2 separate regions of the Macaca mulatta genome follow, and region 2 is linked to region 1. A link is a contact called in public Hi-C data. All regions are on one chromosome and are shown on one strand. The core of a region is the stretch at or near the end of the contact, and the rest is flanking DNA. Distances in the headings are between cores, read along the strand shown.

What was found. A called contact is a pair of places that touch in the nucleus more often than the background predicts.
Region 2: a Hi-C map of fetal cortex germinal zone shows a contact between it and region 1, with 3 times the contacts expected there. The contact joins the promoter of ZC3H10 here to the promoter of GDF11 in region 1. A contact is called at or near these places in 2 of 14 Hi-C or Micro-C datasets (fetal cortex germinal zone and fetal cortical plate).

The regions. Positions count from the first base shown.
Region 1 is chr11:62,893,593-62,898,436 of T2T-MMU8v2.0, forward strand. GDF11 (growth differentiation factor 11) reads left to right here and starts at 2,527. Exons shown (of 3, transcript XM_015151924.3): 1 at 2,527-3,166. The coding sequence starts at 2,722.
Region 2 is chr11:63,265,760-63,271,171 of T2T-MMU8v2.0, forward strand. It overlaps ZC3H10 (zinc finger CCCH-type containing 10), which reads left to right and starts at 3,102. Exons shown (of 3, transcript XM_001114150.5): 1 at 3,102-3,154; 2 at 3,931-3,994; 3 at 5,385-5,412. LOC107000892 (a long non-coding RNA gene) reads right to left here. Exons shown (of 5, transcript XR_013401160.1): 5 at 5,031-5,412. It also overlaps LOC708858.

The sequences.
Region 1 (4,844 bases), core at 1,277-3,776:
TATTTGTTCTCTGAGGAAAGGAGCTGAGTCTTACTTACTTTTGCATCTCATTTATCTTTGCACCTGCCACTAGATACATGTTTGGTGAGGAAGTGAAGTCTGTACTACCTTCTCTAAGGGAGGAGGAGAAGAAGGTGACACCAACTTTGCTCTCACAGCCTTTCCAATTTTGCTGAAGAAATGACATCAGAGAAACATTTTAGAAAATAGGATATGCTAGAATATGTGCTAAAGGCAATCACTGCTCTGGAAAATCAGAAAGGAAAGGAAGAATCATGAAAGAGAAGAAGCCCATGAAGGCCACTATCAATTGCTTATATGTAATCCTCACAACCAGTTAAGGGTAGGAATTGTGACCCCCATATTATAGATGAAGGAACTTGATGAAACACTGAAATGCCCATGTCTTGGTTGAAAGCAAGGGAGGGAACAAGCTGTCTAAGTTTTTATTCCAGTCTGCTTTGGTTTCAGTTTCTGTTGCCCATGGAAATGGATTGTCTCTTCAAAGCTCCCCAGCTTGCCCAGCTTGGTCCTCCTAACCTCTACCCAACCTCCTCCCCTCATACCCAGATCCCCAGTTTCTTCCCTTATTCTACTACAGTTCCTCAACCCAACTGTATCCTTATATCTGGTACTCCTGATGCCTATGCCAGCCCAACTTTAAGATATCTTATTGGGCTTTAATTCCAGAGAGGAAACCAATGCCCCTCTATTCTGAGAAGCCCAATAATAAAGTTCATCAATTTATTAAATAAACATTGTGGATGCCAGGAAATTAGCAAGACCTGATTCCTTCAAACATTTTCTTTTTTCTTTTTTTTTTTTTTTTTGAGACGGAGTGTCTCTCTGTCGCCCAGGCTGGAGTGCAGTGGCACCATCTGCCATCTCAGGTCACTGCAAGCTCCGCCTCCCCGGTTCACGCCATTCCCCTGCCTCAGCCTCCCCAGCAGTTGGGACTACAGGCGCCCGCCACCACGCCCGTCCAATTTTTTGTATTTTTAGTAAAGACAGTGTTTCACTGTGTTAGCCAGGATGGTCTCGATCCCCTCACCTCGTGATCCACCCGCCTCGGCCTCCCAAAGTGCTGGGATTACAGGCATAAGCCACCGTACCCAGCGTGACCCAAACATTTTCGATTTGACTATTGCTCCAGGGCTTTCAGATCCAGAAATAAGCCTGGAAAACCTGAAGTCAGAAGTTAAGCACCTTCAAAACAGTTTTTCACCTTAGTACTGTTCTACTCTGCTCTCTGGCTGTGTCCAGGGTCACACCTGAAGACTAGGGCTGGTCCCACATCTGTATTTCATCTCGTGCATCTGAGCGCAGACTTCTCTCCCATGCTCACCCTTGCAACCTCCATCCCCTTCTCAGACTTCTCAGACCCTGCAGATCCAAAGATATAGCTAGAAATCCAGAAATCCAGATTTCTCCTCAAGTATAGCAGCCTCCAGCCATCTCCTTCCCACCCCTCCCCCAGTGGCCTCTAGCTCCTGCCTTTTCCAGCCAGCTGACTCCCTTAGCCCTGTTAAGCCCCAATTTCAAGCTCAGTCTTCCCAGCTCTATGTCTTCCCTCTGTTTCAGTTCTTCCCATCACCTCTCCACCTTCTTAGGTTGTCCCTGACCTCTTCCTCTCCTAGTCCCCTTAATCCCTCTGATGAGCCTAGCCTGATGCTTCCTTCCACGGCTTCTTTGAGCATCTTCTTTGGGCTACCTCTGATGGCTAGAGCTCCTCTGGTCTCAAGTTCTCCACCTCTGTCCCCTGGGCTCTCCGTGCTCCCACCGAGGCTGACTCTTGTGGCTCCTTCTCTCAGGAGTTTCTGCCTTTCCTCTCCCCCACCCCCAATCCCCTGCACCTACCTCCTCAGGGGCTCCCTTGGTATCTCCCTGTCTGTGCCCCTCTCTCTCCTCCCCAATCCTGATTTCTCTCCCCACCTCTCTTTCCCAGGGCACTCCTCTGTCCTGTGTTCCTCTGCCCCTGTTCCCATCTCCATGACCCCCGATCTCTTGTGGTCTGGCTCTGTAGACCTCTGTCTCCCCCCGTCTAGTGGTACCCCTCTTCTCCCCATTTTTGTCTCCACTCTAACTCTCCCACTAGTTGTCCCAGTCTTTCTCCTCCTTGGTTCTGTGTCTCCCACAGACACACTATTTCCCTCTCTAGCTAAGTCTCTCACCTCTGCATCTTCCCCCTGACTCTTCTTTTCCTCCTTTGTCTCTCCCTCTCTCCTCCTCCTCCTTTTCCTATCTCTGTCTCGTCCCCCTTTTTCTCTCTGATTCTCCTTGGTCTCTCTGGCTCTGACTTTCCCCTATATCCGCCCCCCCCCCGCCCCCTCATATCTCTGTCTCTTCATCTCTCTCTGGCCCTTGCTCCCTCACTCCCTCCCTCTCTCTATTCCTCGGATCTCTCCGGCTCCCTCTCTCGCCTCGGATGACAGCGCTGCCTCTTTTGTTGGCTCCGCAGCCAATCGCGGCCGCTGACGACACGGGGGCCGGGGCTATAAAGGGCCTGGCCCGGGCTCGGGCCCCCCCAGCCGCCCGCCCCGGCCGCCCGCCCGCCCCGCCCGCGCGCCCGCCGCCCCCGGCCCCCCGGGTCCCCCCTCGGCCGGGCAGCCCCCAATCCCGCGCCGCCCGGACCCCCTCCTCCTCCCTCCCTCCTCCCTCCGCCCCCTCCCCGCGGGACTCCGGCGTCCCCGCCCCCCAGTCCTCCCTCCCCTCCCCTCCAGCATGGTGCTCGCGGCCCCGCTGCTGCTGGGCTTCCTGCTCCTCGCCCTGGAGCTGCGGCCCCGGGGGGAGGCGGCCGAGGGCCCCGCGGCGGCGGCGGCGGCGGCGGCGGCGGCGGCAGCGGCGGGGGTCGGGGGGGAGCGCTCTAGCCGGCCAGCCCCGTCCGTGGCGCCCGAGCCGGACGGCTGCCCCGTGTGCGTGTGGCGGCAGCACAGCCGCGAGCTGCGCCTAGAGAGCATCAAGTCGCAGATCTTGAGCAAACTGCGGCTCAAGGAGGCGCCCAACATCAGCCGCGAGGTGGTGAAGCAGCTGCTGCCCAAGGCGCCGCCGCTGCAGCAGATCCTGGACCTACACGACTTCCAGGGCGACGCGCTGCAGCCCGAGGACTTCCTGGAGGAGGACGAGTACCACGCCACCACCGAGACCGTCATTAGCATGGCCCAGGAGAGTAAGTGGGCTGCGGGGCGCGAGCAGTGGGGTGCTGGCTCTGGCCCCGCGATGGGCGCCTTCTGCTCCAAGCGGGGCGCTCCCTGCTGCCCCGGCCCGGAAGCTTTTCCTGCGAAAACTTGACGAATTAGGGAGCGGGGGCTACTTCATAGAAGTTTTTCGAGCGATGGAGATGGGCTGCAAAGTTGTATGCACGCCCAGTTTCCGGAGGTTGGGGCGGGGGGAAATGGGGCGGGTTTCGAGATACTGCCTTCCACCCCCAGTATGCGAAAAAGACCGTTGTTGGAGTCCGGGGAAGCTGGGGCTGGGCAGCGACTCTGTCCTGAAGAGCCGTGGCTGGGAGGCTGGAGAACAGAATCGGGAGGCTGCAGGACCCCCGCAGCCCCAGCTGGACTGCAGTGCTCCCTGCCTCCCAGTGGCCCTGGCGCTAACTCCCCACTCCGTGCTCCTTTCGCAGCGTGCCCACTCGGCTGCAGAGAACTGTGTGCTCTCTCCCAAGAATAGGGTCCCAGAGCCTGTACACCTCCTGGCAACCCAGCTGGCACCCTTTCCATCCTGAGCCTTGTCTCAGACCGGGTATCCGAAGGGGTGGAAAAGCTGTGCCTTCTTGATACTGACCGAGCTCAGAGAACTCAACTCCATTGCGCTGGGGGCTAAGGACACTCATTGGCTACTCAAACCTTAGTGTTCCATCCCTTATTTGCCCGCCCCTACCGCAGCTGGACTTGAGAGAGAGGAAGACCTAGGAAAAAAGAGAAAGAATAGATGGGGGAGCGGGAACCCAGGCATCCGAGCCCCTGACCAAACGGAAGATGAACATATATAATAGACATGAGCTGCTTTGAAATTTTATGACCTGGAAAATCCAGGCGAATACTACACCCGTCCCCCCACCCCCGCCCTTTCCAGCTCTCCCTAGGGTCAGGTGACTCCTTCTCCTCCTCCCCCACTGAGGTCTCCCCCCTCCCCAACTACAGGGAACCAGGCCTCTCTTATTCCCTAGTGGTTTGGCAAGGTTCCCCCCTTCCCACAGCCCCCTGCAACACACACAGAGTTTGGTTTTATGGCTGTGAACAGAAGACGGGGGAGACTGGTTTATTGGCAGATGGGTCATAAAAAGCTGGGGGCTGAGGGGAGTCCCAGTGGCCCACCCCCATGGGAGAGGCACAGGAACCCAGGTGTGCATCTGGGAGGCTGAGTGCCTCACACTGCCCCTGGTATTTCTGCAGACCTCTCAATTCCACAATACTTGGTCGGGGCTGTTAAGCTCAAAGAACCAGGAAACTAACTGGCTGTGGGGGTGGGAGGCATGGGGATCTGGTCTCGGGTTCCTCAGTTTCCCTTCTATTCTTAAGGCTTCTGCTTATGGAAGCTAGTAGGATCAGTCTCAGATCGACTGAGGGTAGGGGGTGGGGTTTCTAGGAAACAGAGTTATAGAGGAATTCAGATCAAGAGTTTGCTGGAAGATGAAGGTTACAGAGGGAAAAGATACTCTAGTCTATGTGGTGTAGTGTGTGTGAAGATTTCCAGGATGGGTGATGGGGCTGTGGACTTCCCCTTGCCCCTAAATATCCTTAGCATCCCTTAACCAACAGGCCCGAGCCCACCAGAGTTAGCTCTGGCAATGGGAATACACGAAATGAAGGGACCCTGCCTACATGAGTTGGGCTGTGCAGGTG
Region 2 (5,412 bases), core at 1,852-4,351, 370 kb after region 1:
TGCAATCAAAGTGGGAAGTTCTTTATCTTAACACCAAATGTCATACTTTCCCTAGATTTGGCTAATTTTCTCCCTATGTCCATTGGTTCGCTCTTCACCCCTAGATAATCACTGCATAGGTCACTGCAGCCTCGACTTCCTGGGCTCGAGATTCCCCCACCTCAGCCTCCCAAAGTGCTGGGATGATCGCGCCCGGCCCGCTGACGTATTTTCTGAACAAATGATACATTGTAGCCAGGAATCTCTAGTGATATTTTGCTTCAGGCTTCGTGAGGAAAGACCATAGTCAGCTATTTTATTCTTGAAGTTTAGGAAAAAGAATTGCTCTATCTTAAACAGTGAAAGGATATTTTTTGAAGTATGGCAGCTTTCCCGAATCCCCACTTTATATCTTCCTATGTTCTGAAATCTTAGGACCTTCGATGGTTCCGGAATCGAATCACCCTGAAGCAATTTATTTTAGTGGCTCACGCCTGTAATCCCAGCACTTTGGGAGGCCGAGGCGGGCGGATCACAAGGTCAGGAGATCGAGACCACGGTGAAACCCCGTCTCTACTAAAAAAAAATACAAAAAATTAGCCGGGCGCTGTTGTGGGCGCCTGTAGTCCCAGCTACTCGGGAGGCTGAGGCAGGAGAATGGCGTGAACCCGGGAGGCGGAGCTTGCAGTGAGCCGAGATCGCGCCACTGCACTCCAGCCTCCAGCCTGGGCGACAGAGCGAGACTCCGTCTCAAAAAAAAAAAAAAAAAAAAAAAAAAAAAAAAAAAAAAAAAGAAAATAAAGCAAACCTGCTGGGCGTGGTGGCGCATGCCTTTAATCCCAGCACTTTGGGAGGCCGAGGCGAGCGGATCGCTTGAGCTCAGGAGTTCGAGGCCGGCCTGGGCAACACGGCGAAACCTCGTCTCTATTAAAATACAAAAATTAGCCAAGTGGCGCGCGCCTGTTGTCCCAGCTGCTCGGGAGGCTGAGGCGGGAGAATCGCTTGAACCCAGGAGGCGGAAATTGCGATGAGCCGAGATCCCGTCACTGCACTCCAGCCTGGGTGACACAGTGAGATCCTGTCTCAAAAAAAAAAAAAAAAGAAAAGAAAAGAAAAGAAGGCAAACCAGTAAAACAAGAATTTCTGTACAGTTCGCGCCTATCCATAGCAAAATGGAGGACTTCTCCAGGGAACTGCAACTCCCAAGAAGCAATGCGAGGGAAGGTGGCAGTTACTATTTTTTCCCCGTGGGCACCTCTCGATCCAATATGGGAAATAGGTGCTAACGTTTAACACAGCGTCCTCATACTAAATCTGGGGGGGAAATGGTAACTCGAAAACCAAATACTCAGTTTTCGGAGAGAACTAACTCAACCTACTCCTCCTCAATAGGGTCCGAAAACCATTGTTACGCCCATTGGGTAACCCCGCCCCTGGGGAAAAGGGGTGGAAAGCGGAAGTGACGACACCCGGCGCTCCATTAAATAGCCGTAGACGGAACCTCGGCTTTCTCTCGGCCTTAGCGCCATTTTTCTGGGTGAGTGTGTTTGCTTCCTGTGATCGGATTCCGCGTACAATCCGTAGACATCTGACCTCGACACTTACCATCATCACACCAAACTAACTGTAGCCTTTCTCTCCTTCCCTGTAGAAACCTCTGCGCCATGAGAGCCAAGGTGAGCGGTTCCTGGTAGTAAGCTTGGGAGGTAGGAGTTGGCGAGTAGTAGGGGGAGACTAAGGCAAGTCCGCCATACCTCCTGAACTACTGGGTTTCAAGGGTACCAAGAGCTGGTGGGAGAGGAAAAGTAGTTTGTAAGAGAGCTAGCGGTTAAGTGCTATGGGTAGAGAGGGTGGGAATTAGAAAAGGGTGGAATTCTGATTTTATGTTGCGAGGGTGTCCAAGTTACTGATGTAGTTGCTACGACCAATCTCATACTTGGTTAAGAATCTGCCCGGTTCTAAAGAGTGCATTTCATATCCCTCCTAAGCCTACTAATAAGCTTTATCTCTCTTTTTTTTTTAAAAATTATCTGCTGCTTGTGAACGGTTGCTAGTGGAGGAAGAAGCGAATGCGCAGGTATGTTGGAGACTTTGCCAGCCCAGGAGGAGGGAAGTTCCTTGGACAAAACTTAGCAGAAACATTTGGTTTGGAAATCTTAAAAGATCTTCAGGAGAAAAATGTTTGAGTATTTTCTTCCTAGAGCAAAGGATAGAACAGAGGACGATAGAACCGTAGTGCTTGTTCATTTTACCACCTCATGTTATGTGCACGTTTGATTTAATGTAGGAGGGAAAGAACTCTGGTTTGAGAATAGGTGTATTCCATTCCTGTGTCTGCTTTTCAGGCTGAAGCGCAAAAGAAGAAAGATGAGGCAGAGGTCCAAGTAAACCGCTAGCTTGTTGCATCGTGGAGGCCACAGGAGCAGAAACATGGAATGCCAGGCGCTGGGGATGCTGGTACAAGTTGTGGGACTGCATGCTACTGTCTAGAGCTTGTCTCAATGGATCTAGAACTTCATCGCCCTCTGATCGCCGATCACTTCTGAGACCCACCTTGCTCATAAACAAAACTGCCCATGTTGGTCCTCTGCCCTGGACTTGTGACATTCTGGACTATTTCTGTGTTTATTTGTGGCCGAGTGTAACAACCCTAAAATAAATCACCTCTTCCGCTCTTTTAGCTGAAGAATTAAATCGTCTTGTCTATTATGTTTTTTATGGTTCCATCGGGTGGGGGTTTTCTATCATTACAGTTTGCCCTGTCACTGCCTGTGCTATGGAGGATATCAAAGGCAACAGCCCGGGTTATGTGGTGTGGTTTGCATGGAGCTGGATGGGATATGATGTATCTTTGGAGGCAGGTTTTAGATTTCGCGGGTTATTTGGGGCCAATGCTGGTACCGCCCCTACCTTCCAGGAGGCCTCCCTTGACGACTACTGCTTAGTAGACTACATCGCGCCTTTGGGTTAGGTTGCCATGGTGACACGCAAAGCGTGGTGGGAACTTCCTGCGGCATGTCGCACGCCTACTTTGTACACCATAGAGTATGGTTCCGGGTCTGGTGGCTAGAGCGTCACTTCTTCCGCAGGAAGCGGAAGAGCGATCGGGTGGGCGGCTCTTTGTCGAAGCTAGAGGACCGGCAGGCGGCAGCAGCAACTACGGCGGCGGCGGCAGGTGAGGGAGGCGGGAGACTTAGGTGGAGGCCGCGCCCGGAGGGGAGGAGTCGGGGCCGGCCCAGCGACTGGGCTCGGCTGGGCCACACAAGGCCCCCCAGAACCGAGCTGGCTCGTCCTCACACCCCAGCGCAGTGCCCCTTTTCTGACTGACCCCGCATCGCGAGCAAACGCCAGCTTCGTGACGTCACAACCCTGCCCATCCCCTCAGCTTGATGACACCTGGAGCCCCAGCTCCCCGCTTCACTTCGCGCGCCCTTAGTGTCCCTTTCACGTAGCCCATGGCTGAGCGCCAGCGGCACTGCACGGAACCTGCCAAGCTAGAAGACTTGCTGCGGGAAAACTCCTAGGACTTTTTTCGCAAACTCTAGGGTGTTGGGAAGCGTCACAATCACTGCCTCCAAGTCTAATCGGCCATCCCACTGCACTGTCAGGCGCTGCCCTTTTAAGGTTCCTCACTAGCCATTACTCCAATCCTTAGCCGGGCTCTGACCCTCACATCCTCTTTCATCTTGATGCAGGGCGTCCCGCACCCTTTGTTCACTCAGAGCTGGTTTTCCAACCCATGCTCCCAGTCCTTCCGAATTAGTTTTATCTCTTACTCTTCTTACTGGCCACTTCTCCCTTGGACAGGTGAAGTTCAGTTTGAACCCTGAGAAAATCCTGACGTTCCCTAAGCTTTGCCGTTTTGTCAGATTTCTTTCTTGTGACAACCACCCCATAGTCCTCCACTCTTACCCCTCCTTCCACCCAAGTCTCTGTTTTTTTCCTGCTCAGAACCCAGCAGTGATGTGGAGGTGGAGACCCACAGGAGCCCCGGACTTCACCTGAGCTACCTCAGGTATCAATTCTGGGAGAGTTGGGTGGGGAGGAGCATCATATCTAATTATCTGCTGCTGGTGCGACTTGCAACGTGAGCCAGGTTTGGATAGATGGCATTTGTACTTCACCTGGTCATTCCCTTTTACTAAAAGTTTGTATCTTTTACCACTTCTTTCCTTGATTGCTTCTATTATTCTGGGACCAACTCCCTTTAGAGGAGGAGGACCCTCTTACAGATTCTCATGTAACTGTGGTCTCTGGTTTGGTTCGTTCATTTTAGGGAGACCTAAAGGCAAAGTCACAGCAGTGGGATGGGGTAGGTCAAGGCCAAAGTAATCAGGAAAGATTCCCTTATGCTCAAAGGGAACAATGTGAAGTTTTCCTATTTCAGCGGCAGAGGGAGCCTGAACACCGCATAGGAAAGGCTTGGGAGGTCAGACACGTGGTAGCAGGGACTCCAGGTCTTACTAGGGGTGGAGAGAGGGGAGGGCTAGAACCAGGGCAGTGGACTGACATTCCAAAGCTCTCTTGGGAAATAGGAGACTTAAAAAGCTTTTATGGAGTCTATAAATAAAGAGGATCTTTATGGGTTGAGGAATGGTGTGGCTGGATGTCAGTGGGATCTTCACAGAGGGGAGTAGGAAGGGGGTGGAGAATGGGGAAAGGTCACTTGTTCCTGTGAAATTAACTCCTTCCCACCTTGATCTTATCACAAATGGTTTGTCCTGGAAATCTAGAAGTGGAGATTCTAACTTAGAACTCATACCCTGAAATAGAGGGGGCTGACCTCTCTGCCGCTGACAGTGATGGTGGGTAGGAGGGAATACTAAAATATGACAAGTTTTGAGACTCCCCTCAAGCTGGTGACACCAGTCTCTTCACCCAGGATTTCTTGGCTTCTAGAGATTTTATACGTACAGAGCCCTCACCTGAGGAAAAGGAAAAGGGGTTAAGGAAGTTTTGTTACCATCTTCTACAACCCTAGTAGCTCAGTAGTAGCCCATCTTGGGCACTATTCCCAGTTTCCTCCCAGACTGTTCACATACTGACTGCAGTTTTAATTTCACTTCCACAACTTTAATAAGGTCAGCTCAGAAGGAAAGATGAAATCCAACACTTATTTTTTCCCTGCTCCCTCCTGGGCCTATCGTCATTAGTGAAATTAGGTGGCTTCACCCCAACTCCTTCCCTCCTCTGTTAGCCAGGCAAGTGTGAATCATTCTGACCCAGACCAGGTGCACAAAAGCCTGGGCGGGACTTTTGATGAGTCAGACATTTCAGCCAGAATTCTTATCCCTTAGATTCTCCATCTCTAAAGCCATTGCCCCTCTGGGCCACCTGCTCTATAGTCAAGAAGAGTGGGATCTCCCTGGAGGACTCCTGTTTGATACAGTTCTCCTCTTTTGTAGTGGTCACCAAGAGTGGCAAGATAAAGAA